Regions from separate parts of the Anas platyrhynchos genome. Here region 2 is linked to region 1. The links are chromatin contacts, called in public Hi-C maps. All regions are on one chromosome and are shown on one strand. The core of a region is the stretch at or near the end of the contact, and the rest is flanking DNA. Distances in the headings are between cores, read along the strand shown.

Region 1 (6,026 bases), core at 2,009-4,508:
TTTTTAGGTGAAACCTGCCTGTGTCACAGCAGGGGTTATTTCAAAGATCATGTTTTCTATGAAGGCTTAGAATACTAATTTACACTAAGCTTCCTTCATAAAAACTGAATGAGAGATCTTCTGAATATATTCTTAGAGCTATGTTACCACAGCAGTTTTTTACCTAAAACAGTGAAGCAGAAACTGGAAATGGAAGACTGTCTGATAAAAGCTGTAACTGTCTGCTATAAAATCTGAAAAACGAGTAGGATACAAATACAGCTCTTTCTGTAGCACATGAAAATCTAGAATGGAATCCAAACCTAAATATGGAATGTGGGGAGGGCAAGCAGAATATGCTGTAGAACCGGTTTAGTTTCTTGCAGCTGTTGGAATATATCTCTTGGTGGTTTGTGTCTGGATAGCCCTCTGTAGTGCTGAAGAAAGCTTGCAGTCCCAGAGCTTGGCTGTTTTTATTCATTATCGTGGTGCTGCAAGTCAGTATTTTGATACTGTATTTAATGGTGAATCAGGAGCATGCTGAATGCCCTCTGCTCTGCAGCAGGCTGCATAACATAAATGAGTACTGAAAGGGAGTTACAGTGCAGAAAGAGTACATAAAACAAAGCTTTCTCGTTAGAGATCTTGTGTAATTTGAGCTGTTTGTTCAGCTAGGCAGTTGTACTTGTGAGAATCCCAGTTTGTGAATGGCACTACAATAACTAATTTGGTCAGCCATAATGTTAACTGTCATGTTTCTTTTTACTGGCACCTATTCTTAACACACCTTAAATTAGTACTAATACTGCTTTTTTTGTTCTCATACTTCTTTAAATGCAGAGTTGAGCTTGGAAAACAACTTGCCAAGAAAATTGAGCCTGAACTGGAGTCAGATGCTCCAGTGACATCTCATGATAGCTCAACAAATGGGCTCATCAATTTCATCAAAAAACACAGAGCCTGAAGTGAAAGATTCCGAGGACATCGACAATCTAACGACCGAATACTTAAGTCTGTTGTAGTTGTGCTTTTTTAGCCACTTTTAACAAAAATAGCACTTTACCGACATAGCTTCTTCACTTGTTGCAGTTAATCCTGTTGCGTCAAGTGTTACCAATGAAAACTAGTTGTGAAACCAAGAGATTGTATAGTTGCTTTCTATTTTTGTGGTTGTTGATCTGTAAAGTGCAGCTGGTATGTTCCTCACTTCTTATCCGTCAACTTCCTTAAAGATGATCACATGATATTAGGAAATAAAAGATATGATGGATGAGTAAAACTTCTTCACTTTTTTCTGTATCTTTAAAACGCAGACCCAGTAACACTTCTCTTACTGTGTGTAAGGTTCTCTAAAGTCAAGTGCACCAGCTTGTTGAGTATGTCATTGCCTTGGACTGGGTCTGCTATAAGCTAGAAGTATGTTCAAAGAATAGAGTAATCCATGGCTATAAATTTTTCAGGTTTTATGTTAATGTGTCTGAGCAAGATGCAGATGTTTTAGTACTATTATGTAAAGTTTGCCACTTTTGGTAGGTCTGTATTGATTTTGTCCAGAAGCCATGAAAGCTCTGCACAGACAGCTGTTCAAAAAGCAGGAATATTCCTGGACTGACAGTGATGTATTGAGCTCTGGAAAGTTTGGAAAACTATGTGAAGCTGAAGATTGGCATTAATTGCAGCAATGTATTTTGGTACCTTCAAGTGATGGCTTATTTCAGTCTTAACTCTATTTCAGTCTTAAATCTCCATCACTCTTAACAGAAGTCTGACTAGAGAACAATGTGACTGCTTGTGAATGAGTTGCTTATCCTCTAATTCTCTACCCCTCTTACTCCTCTCTGTTAGTAGAGTAGCATGCTGTGGCTATTGTTCCAAACACCTCTAATAAAGGTAAGACACAAGCGTGGAAGGGAAAAATAAGATAATAACTGTTGTTCTCATACAGTGACAAGAAAGTCTGAACATGCAACTCCTACTGTACATGTTTGCTGTCAGTCAATGAATTGGCGGCAGCAGCAGCCTTGTTATTACTGATACGACACACTAAGAACTCCTTCATGAGGTTAACAATGTCTGCTTAAATTGGAATTTTACGTTCATACTGTGAACAGTACAGTGGTGCTATGTTCTTGATCACCATTATAAAGCACTGCCACAAATAGCCCACCAGAGGGAGTTAAAATATTTTCACAAAAGGTTTTAAAACTTTCCTTTAGCTCTGTAACAGTTCCTGCATCTCAGCTCCTCACAGTTTGTTAAGAGGTAACGTGTGAAGTGACATCCTGCATGATCCTGGTGGTATTGCTGGGTAGCTCGTGTTGTTATCTGTTACTCCTGTAGACTTCTACCCCCAGAAATTTTACCTCATAACACAAAGCAGAAGAGCAAAAAGACTGTGGTACTGTTTGTGTGTAATAAAACAATACTCCAGCAGTGGTGACTTCAAGCTTGTGAAACAGCTCTTTATTGTGGGAGGACGTGAAGATGGCTGCAGAAACAGCACCACCACAGGCCCTGAGGTAGCAGACAGGACTCAGATCATTTGCAGAAAAAGGGGCGCGTGCAAGGCGGGCGCGTGCAAGGCGGGCGCGTGCAAGGCGGGCGCGTGCAAGGCGGGCGCGTGCAAGGCGGGCGCGTGCAAGGCGGGCGCGTGCAAGGCGGGCGCGTGCAAGGCGGGCTCGCGGCGCCACCTGGCGACGGGCGCTCCTGTGAGGAAATGGCGAGCCCTGAGGGCCCGGCTGGGCGGGCTCTCCTCTCTGCGCTATTTGCTGACCGGCGGTGAAATTACCGACCGAGTAAAACGCTCAGGAGGAGTTCTTAGCCGTGACTTGCCAGTGAATCAGGCTGGATACCAGAATTATTACCTGATAATCAGAGTTCGTGGAGCGTGAAAACGACTGCTGCCTGACATAATCCCTAATGTCCACAGCCAACTGCAGGATAAAGGCAGTGACGCAGCTTTGATGGCGATTCTCCCCTCAGCAGGGCAGAGGGCACAGTCACAGGTACAAATAAACACAAGGGAACAGACTCTGGCTGCATTTTGGAGATGAAACGGCTGTGAGGGTGACTGGCTGCCTGGCAAACCCTGTATGCATACAAGTCTGTGAGGCAGTCTGCTCGCTGAATGTTTTCCTTTTAAATGCACAAATGCTTAGCTTGAAGCCCCTCTTCCACAAAAAATGGCAGGTGCTGAAACCAACACCACTGAGGTAACTTGTAAGCGTTGCTGTGCTGCAACCCTGGCTGAGGGAGGCAGGCGCCAGCCTGGACGGGAGCCATGAGGAGAGTGCCTTGAGGGCTGGGTGGGAGCAGGGTCGGACAACAACCCAAAAACACCTAGAGAAGGGGGCACAATCCCCAGAACTTTGGAGACCTCACACGGGGCAGGCAGGAGGCAGATTCAGAGCAACATTTTTTTTTTTTTTTTTTTTTTTTTTTTTTTACTAAATAGTAGACTTGCAGAGATTCCTGACAGTATCTGGAAGATGTTGAAGTTTAAAAAAAAAAAAAAAAAAAGCAGGAGGAGTCACTGGACAGATCACTGTTTGAAAAGGTAATTTGAGGATTACTAAATGCATATAAACTACACATGGTTCAGGAATTCGCATTAAGTTACAAGAGTTGAAGAGTAAGAGCCAAGAAAGGTACTATAGGCTTGCACCCTCCTCATTTTTCCCCATGTATGTCCTTACCACCACTGCTGGAGGTGGGATGGTGGCCATGCTGGGCACCTGCACTGACCCAGCACTGCTGGTCCTCTCCAGCCATGATAAACCTCATGTTGAAAGAAAAAAAACATGAGAAGTTTCAGATGCTGTTTCTGCTACTACAGCTCCAGTGAATCAGTTTAAATTTTGTGCAGTACCAAGCTAGGCATGAATAAAACCCCAAGAGTTCTTCATGAATAGCGTTTGCATAATGAAAAGGCCTAATCTGGTCATTTCTGACTGGGAAACTAAGGGATGTGGCTGAGTGTCCTGATGAGACAGCATTATCATTATGCTGCAGGAGAGAATAAAAGTTACTAGACGGGCCAAGAAACACAGAAATGGTTTTTCTTCTGGAGAACACAGAATTACACTGAGACAGAAAATGTGAGGAAAAGAGAATATTTTGTTGTATATATTTTTGACAGCTATCTAGAAAGGAAGTACTATGCCTAAAGTAAGCAGAAACTCATCAGTCCTTTGAGCTGGAACAAGATCTTCTGATCCTCAGCCCAGTGTGTTAACCACAAAATACGTTTCTCTTGAAGGTTCAGGAAAACACAGTATGGGAGTGCGTCAGTGTACGCAGGTAAGTCAATGATATACATGTATGTATGTACAGTTGTACTGTAAGTGTTAAACATGGTACATCGATTACATAATAATAATGTTCACAGTAAAAATTGATCTATGAATGTATTTAAAGAGTTCTTGAGAAGGAAATTACTTAAGATAATTTAATATTTTTAAAGGGAATCATGTGAATTTCATCTTGTATTCCTACTGGGTATGCACTTGTTATAGGCTGTGTGGAAACCAGGGTAAACAAAGAATGTTTGTATTATTATGTGGTTTAAAAAGACTGAGCCTGTACGCTATGATTACAACGAAGATACCTGCGCTTTTGTTTGAAGAAAATTTTATTATAATGGATGTGATCCCCTTTGGCCCAATTTGCAGTTACCTGATCTGTTGGGTTGTTCTAATTTCCAAACTATCCAGCACTAAATGCGGAGTTTCTGCAGGCTCAATGATCATAATGGTTTGAGCTTGAACTGCTTGAAGAAAGGTAAGATGAGTAAAATTTCCCAGGCTGCACTGAAAACCTAAATTAAATCCATTGCTGTTCTACAAGAAAAAAAAGCACTTGCCGATCTGCAGTGTCAGGGCTTCAGCAGGTGAGCCATGATTCTATATAGATTAGTCAAGTAAAAAAATTATTTTTCTTCATTTGTTCATATTGCCTGGAAGAACATGACAATGAAAGTGCTTAAATTTGTATACTCCTAGAAGTATTCTGCTCTAGCAAGTTCTGTTGCTATTTTTTTCTTGAAATGGATTTTGGAGAAAATATTGTTAAGTAGATATGTACAGTATACAACAGAGTTATGAAGTCTAGAGCGTTAAAGTTTCACAATATGTTTTTCAGTAGGAGTTGGAAATTTAAATCAACAGCATGACTTTTCACAAAGACTTCCATTTATAATTGGTCTAACTTATTTTTAAATTGTATTCAGTGACATTAACTTAGGTGGCTTGCACTTCAGGACTGTCTCTCCAGGCTTTTCAAGAAATGAATTTGTAGCCATAGCATTGTTTAATTGTACAGACAAATCTCTATGCAGCATTGCTTTTTTCTCTAATAAATTATCTGATAGGTCTTTTTAACATTTGCTTTATTTCCTAAATCCATTATATATATTAAAATAGACAACTAAAGGGCTGTTGGCATGGCTCCCTGGCTGGATAGTCTGTGATCTAGCAGCAGTGGTTCCTGAACTACTTAAGAAAAGCAGTATTAGAAGAGACAGTACAAGGCCTCATATGGAGGCTCACTGGAGTTCTCCATAACTCTCCGTCAATAACCATATCAGTTCTGATCTTCACTAGCCTTCTAACACTATTTGGAGTTGGAAGAGTTACGATGATCTATCGTCTAAGCCATGTTTAATTCACAGGTTATATAGCTGCTGCCCATAATAGTAGAAAATTTCAGAATGACAAGCAAAAAATATAAAAGGTATTGAGTCTTCATCCATTTTAATGTTAAAGTGGGGAGCATGGTATAATGGTAGAGGACTACTGGCCAATATGCATGTATACCAGCTTAATAATGCCCTTTAATTCTATTTGCATGGGATTGAGATTTTACTGAGAAGGCCTCTTATCTCACCGTTCAAAACTAGGCGGTCAAATACAAGTGAAAACGTCATTTTGACATAAACAGACATTGATCTGGTTGTTGGATTATTAACTGCAGTCAGGAGGCAATTCTCGAGACATGTATTTTGCAACAATTTTGGACTATTTCAGCCTGGCTACAGATATGCTTCTCTA
Region 2 (6,026 bases), core at 1,198-3,697, 120 kb before region 1:
GGCAATGAACTTTATAAACAGTATGCAAAGTTATGATACACGTTATCTTCAGTATTAACAAAGGGAAATCCCAGATTAACAATGGCAAATCAAAGGCTAAAGTCCCTAATACAATCTGAAGAGCAACAATTTCATTTTTTTTAAAAACTAAGCTCTTATCTGCTTCAAGTTAGGTCTTCATGGAACCACTAAGCTTTATCTAGTTGGAGCATTTGAATTTGGAGCTGGAGTTTCATACACTGTGGTCAAACAGACCACTACTAAAAGTCTACTTGAAAGCAAGTTTCTACGCTATCACATTTTTGCTCTATTTACCTTGGTTAACAAATATCAACTATTTTAAGAAATGTGGAGAAAGAAATATGTTATTTCAGATATCGGTATCTCCAGGTGTTATCACACTGCTGATATCAATAGCCCCAAAAAAAAAGTACTTTAAATGTTAATCCACCTAAAAGAAGATGTAACAAACTTGCCAACTTTTTGCAATGTGAAAATCTAAGTAGAGGAGCACAGACTGCGACCCTTCAAAATTCCATATAAGCAAAACACAGTCAAGAAGGAATCACCATGATGAAGAGATGCTGTGGTGGTTTGTTAGCAACCTGCTGAACTTACATTTTCAATAAAGAAAAATCAAGAAACTAAAAGGTGGACAAACAGAACGTTAAGGGTTACTTCAGAGGCAGAAAGAAAATCCAGTGATGTACAGACTGCCCGTATGCGGCAAGGAATGACGCGATCACACATGCTGAAATGAAAAGTTTTAGATTAGATAATTTAGCCTGTGTTTGGTCACCTGGTTCACATCTGAAGACGCTTCCTGAAAATAGGAAAGAGTTTTCTCACAGAACACAGACATAAAATTATTCCTAGTTAACACATTCCAGACTTTTGTGGTGCACAGCTGGTTATCACAGCATTACTCAGTAACTTACCGTGTCCGTCACTCTCCCTAATAGAAGGAAAGGAGTAACTCACCCAACAGCAGCCACAACTACTCATGACAGGAGCGGCACGTCCCATACCCATCACATCCTCCTTAAGGCCAGCCGCTTGGGTAGGACTTGCCTTCAGACTTGCCTCTTCTCGTGTTCCCGGCACCCCGGGCAGCGGGAAATCGGCAACTTGGAAAAACCTCGGCCAAGAACACGGGTCAGCCAAGAGCCGCGAGCCCGCCGCCGCCCTGCCACTTACCCGGCGGTATCGTGAAGCCCGGCGGCAGCTGGATGGTGGTCTGCTGCGGCGGCCTGACGATCAGCTGGGGGGCCACGATCCTGGGGGCAGCGCCCAGCGCCGGCCTGGGGGACAGCGCCTGGGGGGCGGCGGGGAGCGCAGCGCCCGCCTTGGCGACGCCCGCGGGCTTGGGGCCGCCGCCGGGCGCCACCGCGGCGGAGGGCGGCGGGGCGCAGTTGGCGACCGAGCCTTGTCCCGGCGGCGTGGCAGCGCCGGCGGCGGGCGCGGGGCTGGCGGAGTTGCCGAGTGCGTTTAGTGCGGGGAGCGGGCCGTGTGGGGGCTTGGGCTGCGCCGGGGAGGCGTCGGCGCTGCCGCGGCTCTGATGGTTGCTGACTGGGGGCACCGCCGCCGGCCGGGCACCGCCGCCTTCCCCGTTGGGCGCCGCCTCGCCAGGGAGCACCGAGGAGGGCGTCGAGGAGGCAGCGGCGGCGGTGCCCTCCTCGCTCTCCTCCTCCTCGGCTCCCTGCCGCCCGCCGCCCCCCGCCCCGCTCCCCCCCGCGGCCTCGGCTCCGGCTCGCAGCGGCGGCGGGCAGTCGGCGGCGGGCGGGCTGCCGCCGGGGCCGGGGCTGGCCGCGTCCCGGGCAGCCGCGTGGGGGTGGGTGGTGGTGGTGGTGGTGACAGGCTGGGCAGGGGGGCCGGCGGGCTGCGGCGGGGCAGGGGCGGCGGGGCTGCTGCTGCTGCCGCCGCTGAGGAGAGCGGCTCCATGTGATTGCTGCACACTACTACTGTTTACACTCACTCCCCGCCCTGCCGCCGCCGCCGCCGCCGCCGACACCGCCGCTGCCGCCGGGGGGGACGGGGACGGGAGCGGCCCCTGGGCAGGGGCTCGGCTCTCCGCGGCTCCGGGGCGCCCCGCCGCCTCCTCTGCCGCCGGGGCCGGGGGAGGAGCGGGGTGCCCTTGCTGCTGCCGGACGGGGCTGCTGCCCCCCGCTAGGCTCCCCTGCTGCTGCTGCTGCTGCTGCTGCGGCTGCTGCTGCTGGGACGGGGCGGAGGTCCTGGGCTGGGGCGCCTCGGCGGAGCCCCGGCCGCCGGCCAGCTGCGATTCCAAGGAGCCCACCAGGTCGCTGACCGCCTTCTCGTCCACCTCCTCGGAGAAGAGCAGCATCTCTTCCAGGGGGTCCGAGGCGCCCGCCGCCATCTTGCGCTGAGCTGGGAGCCGGCGGCGCACCACGCAGGCGCGCCCGGCCTCTGCCGCGCGCGGGGCAGGCTGGGAGGGGCCGCCCACCCCCGCCGCCGGGGGAGGGGGCGCGGGGGCCCCGCGGGCTGACAGGAGGCTGAGGGGGGGGATCCCGCCCGGCCCGGCCCCGCCGCGGCCCTTCCCTTCGGGGCTCGGGGGCTCCCGGTGAGATCCGCGGCCCCCCCGCGGCCCCCTGGCGGCAGGGTGTGGGGAAGGGGCCGGCGGCTCGCCCGGTCTGGGCGGGGCTGTGCGTTTGGCGGGGCTGTGTGAGGGAGCGGCCGCGGGAAGCGTCCCTGGGCAGGTGCTGAGGGGCTGCTGGGGCTCGGGGTGCTGAGCTCGCCCTCTGCAGCGTCCCGCTGCCCCGTTACCTTGTGAGCAGGGCTGCTGTAATACCCTGACAGTAATTCCAGCCTGCACAGGATTTTCCACACGCTTAGGGAGAAACGAGAGCCCGCGCGCAGGCTGTGAGTGGCTCAGCTGCCTCATACGCTGACTTCTTCAAAGACAGCGTCAAGTGCTACCGGGGCTGTTTGAAGTGCTAAGATACGGGCAGGATACCTGCACCCTGCACTGCTGCGTCTGCTTTAGGTTTAGACACTTATGTCCAAACTACTGCTTTACCACAACTGGAATGGTGACAGTAATACCATTCCTAATGTGGACACTTAACAGAAGACTCGTGAACCAAAACCAACTTCTTTGTATCATCGCAGCAGCTGCCTTGCCACAGCATTCCCTCACTATCCCCACTGAACATTTGAGGTAGTTTATTCTGTTAATAACACCTTTGCCATTGGTCTTCTATACACTCTTTTCCCCATCAGTGCTTGCCTCATGCATTTAGAAATGCCACATAAAAAGAAAAGTGGCCTTAACCCATGATTTCTTTGGCAAATGACAGGGCAGTTTCTCTGATGGGACCTTCAGAATAAATGGTTTTGCTAGTGTGACTAACCACTGTTCACAGTTCATTCAAGATGTTCTTGCACACAGTTGGTTAAAAAAACATATTTTTGGAGCTGCCAGCAGAAAACAGCTTAGATTCTGCTAGCCTTCAAAAGCATAGATGTCAAACTTGGATGTATTTGAGCTGCTACTCTGTGGCCTAAAATAGTGACTTCTTAGTGATTTCTTCATTTTCCACAAAACAGAAGAACATGCGTTGGTGAATGACCTACCTTCAGTGCACAATGCGCTAATAGAAAAGAGTGAAGAGCTCACAGCACACCCATGCACACAACTGTTCTCCATTCCCAGGCTCAGTCTGTTAAGTCATACATTGTATGACTTGGCTTGAGCCAGAAGACTAAACTGTTAGTAAATTAATTGTTACCAGCCATTGGCTTTCAATGCAGTTTACATGTTCAGGGCAGTTTTTCCTGATTGCATGGTTTTTTTTTTCCTTTACAAAACAGGTTTGTGATGAAATAAACCACTTCTAAAATGCATTACACATATACAAACAAGGTTGTGCCAGCTTAATTAGGTAAGTTTAAACATTAAAAATCAAATTAAACTAGTGCATATTTCTTAAAGTGGCCAGTAAAAGAATGAAGGCATGAAAGGGTAGTCGGAATGTATAAATGGAAGATGTGAATGCACAGTAGTACATGTGAAAAACAGTACAGAACCGTTCTTAGGAGATGTACACATCAAAAATTTGCTTAATAAATGAGCATTGCTTTTATGGAAGGCTAAAAGTGAATAAAATTCTAACTAACATTTCTACCTGGGAATTTGATTCAAAGTAGATAATCGCTTGATTTGCTATTGCACAAAAAGAATATTAATGGAGGTTTGTAAAGTCTATCTAACATTACTTTGTCCTGCATTTAAAGACATACCATACTTTACAAATTTATTTTTTAAATCAGAAAGGATGTCACAGTTCTTTCACTTACTAGGCCCTGACCTGGAATTTGCATACTGCTGTCTCCACAGTTTTTATGAAAGAATGGAGTTAGACACACAATTCTGCATCTAGTCCTAACTGTGAAAAATGTTTTTATCATACATTTTTCTAACACACTTCGCCATTAAACTTTTGTCTCCATTAAAAACACCCTAAAGGAAATCTTCATTGCTATGCAACTTTAGAAGACAAAAAGTAATCCTGTCACGGGAAAATGGCAAGTCATGATTTATACTACAGCTTTCAAAACTTCAAAAATGACCTGCTTTTAATTACAATGTTAAAGTACACTTGTGGGTGGGTAATCAGTAAAACATGAATTCCTCTTTCTTCCCACTCACCTCTTCTTAATTCAACCTTTTTATATATATAAACACACAGAAGGAAGTATAATAGAATATTTCATTTAATAAAACATACTGATACACAGTAGACTCCTGCCAAGTCAAAAATTGATGACATGATATTGTATATAAATTTGTTGCTGAAACTGGCTTTTGGCTTGCACTTTTTTGAGAGTTGTGAAGTTCAGGATCTCTGTGAACTTCCATATTCGTTTTGTCATAAAAATCTTTCTCAAATAGTCACTTTTCACACAGAAAAGTCACTTTGTCACACACGCTTTTCATCACAGAAAAGTACAGAAGACATTTCTGAATAAATTTGTTGTTCTTCATTTTTCATTTTTAGGAGCTAAATTGTATAGAATAATATTTTCAAAGCAACCATTGTGATGATCTCATGTGACCTCTTCAAATACGATCTTTTCCTGATATTTTTCTAATAGTCATATTTCTAACAAAACAAAACAAAAACTTCCAATCTTATTTTAAAATTGCCTGTAGAAGAACATCTACCACAAGATTTGTTAGATTGCTATTCAGTCATCAGCCTGAAAAAATTTTAATGTCCTTTCAAGTCAAGTATAGAAACAGCCATACTGTGGTAATATGCTACAATACATTTATACATCGCTGGTTGACAAAATTCTCTAATTCCTCTGGAAAAAAATCCAATCCTGAATCCTAAGTATCATTTAGGCAAGATATTTTTCCTTATTTGTCTTAACAGTAGCTTTACTCTGAGCTGTGTTATAGATGCTGATTTTCAACAGTTGTCTCCCATGGACTTGATACAGCCATGTGCATCCAGTCTCTTTCAGTAGCCCACCACATCCTAGAAACATATAGCTGTAATAGCCCCTGGGCACTAAGACCCTCCATGATTTCACCAACAGTTTTACATGAGCATGAAACTTCCACAAATCTAGCACAGCTCCTGTTTAGTAACACCCAAGCTCTTCCAGAAAAATCTGGCTTGCTGTTGTGTTTCAAAGTCGTATTTTGAACAAACTACTTGCTGAATCCTTACAACATATTAGTGTTCAGTTGCTATAACAAAGTCTATTAAGTACCCTTTTCAGATGTTAGTTTTTATTGCATGTAATTTCCTAGCTTGCAAATCTGAAATAGGAGCCCTGCGGCAGTATCATGTTTTAACATGCTACGTCTCCAACATGAAGCTTCATTCGTGATTTTCACGTAAGGTATACAAGCAAAGTGCAATCTCAAAATCACAAGTTGTTTGCCTGTACTAAAAGGATATTTTTTCCAGGAGTAATTCCACACTAAAGTCATAGTTTTATCAACAACTGCCTCACTTCGTAAGATCTGACTATCAACACCACCACCTGAGCAAAAG

Evidence for each region. A called contact is a pair of places that touch in the nucleus more often than the background predicts.
Region 2: a contact with region 1 is called in a Hi-C map of skeletal muscle, with 2.3 times the contacts expected there. The contact joins the promoter of LOC101804819 here to the enhancer-like site in region 1. A contact is called at or near these places in 2 of 8 Hi-C or Micro-C datasets (skeletal muscle and subcutaneous adipose tissue).

Annotation. Positions count from the first base shown.
Region 1 is chr12:9,986,618-9,992,643 of IASCAAS_PekinDuck_T2T, reverse strand. GPI (glucose-6-phosphate isomerase) reads left to right here. Exons shown (of 19, transcript XM_072043958.1): 19 at 820-2,425. The coding sequence ends at 943. Among named protein-coding and RNA genes, the nearest start is that of GPI, 41 kb to the left of the region's middle. Within about 2 kb of position 3,258, at least 3 of the 8 cell types and tissues checked have an H3K27ac peak or open chromatin away from gene starts, as enhancers often do. A contact at or near this core is called in subcutaneous adipose tissue, where this site is marked.
Region 2 is chr12:10,106,656-10,112,681 of IASCAAS_PekinDuck_T2T, reverse strand. LOC101804819 (transcription initiation factor TFIID subunit 4) reads right to left here and starts at 2,447. Exons shown (of 15, transcript XM_038185293.2): 1 at 1,198-2,447. The coding sequence starts at 2,374. LOC140003526 (a long non-coding RNA gene) reads left to right here and starts at 2,448. Exons shown (of 2, transcript XR_011812351.1): 1 at 2,448-2,578; 2 at 3,829-4,372.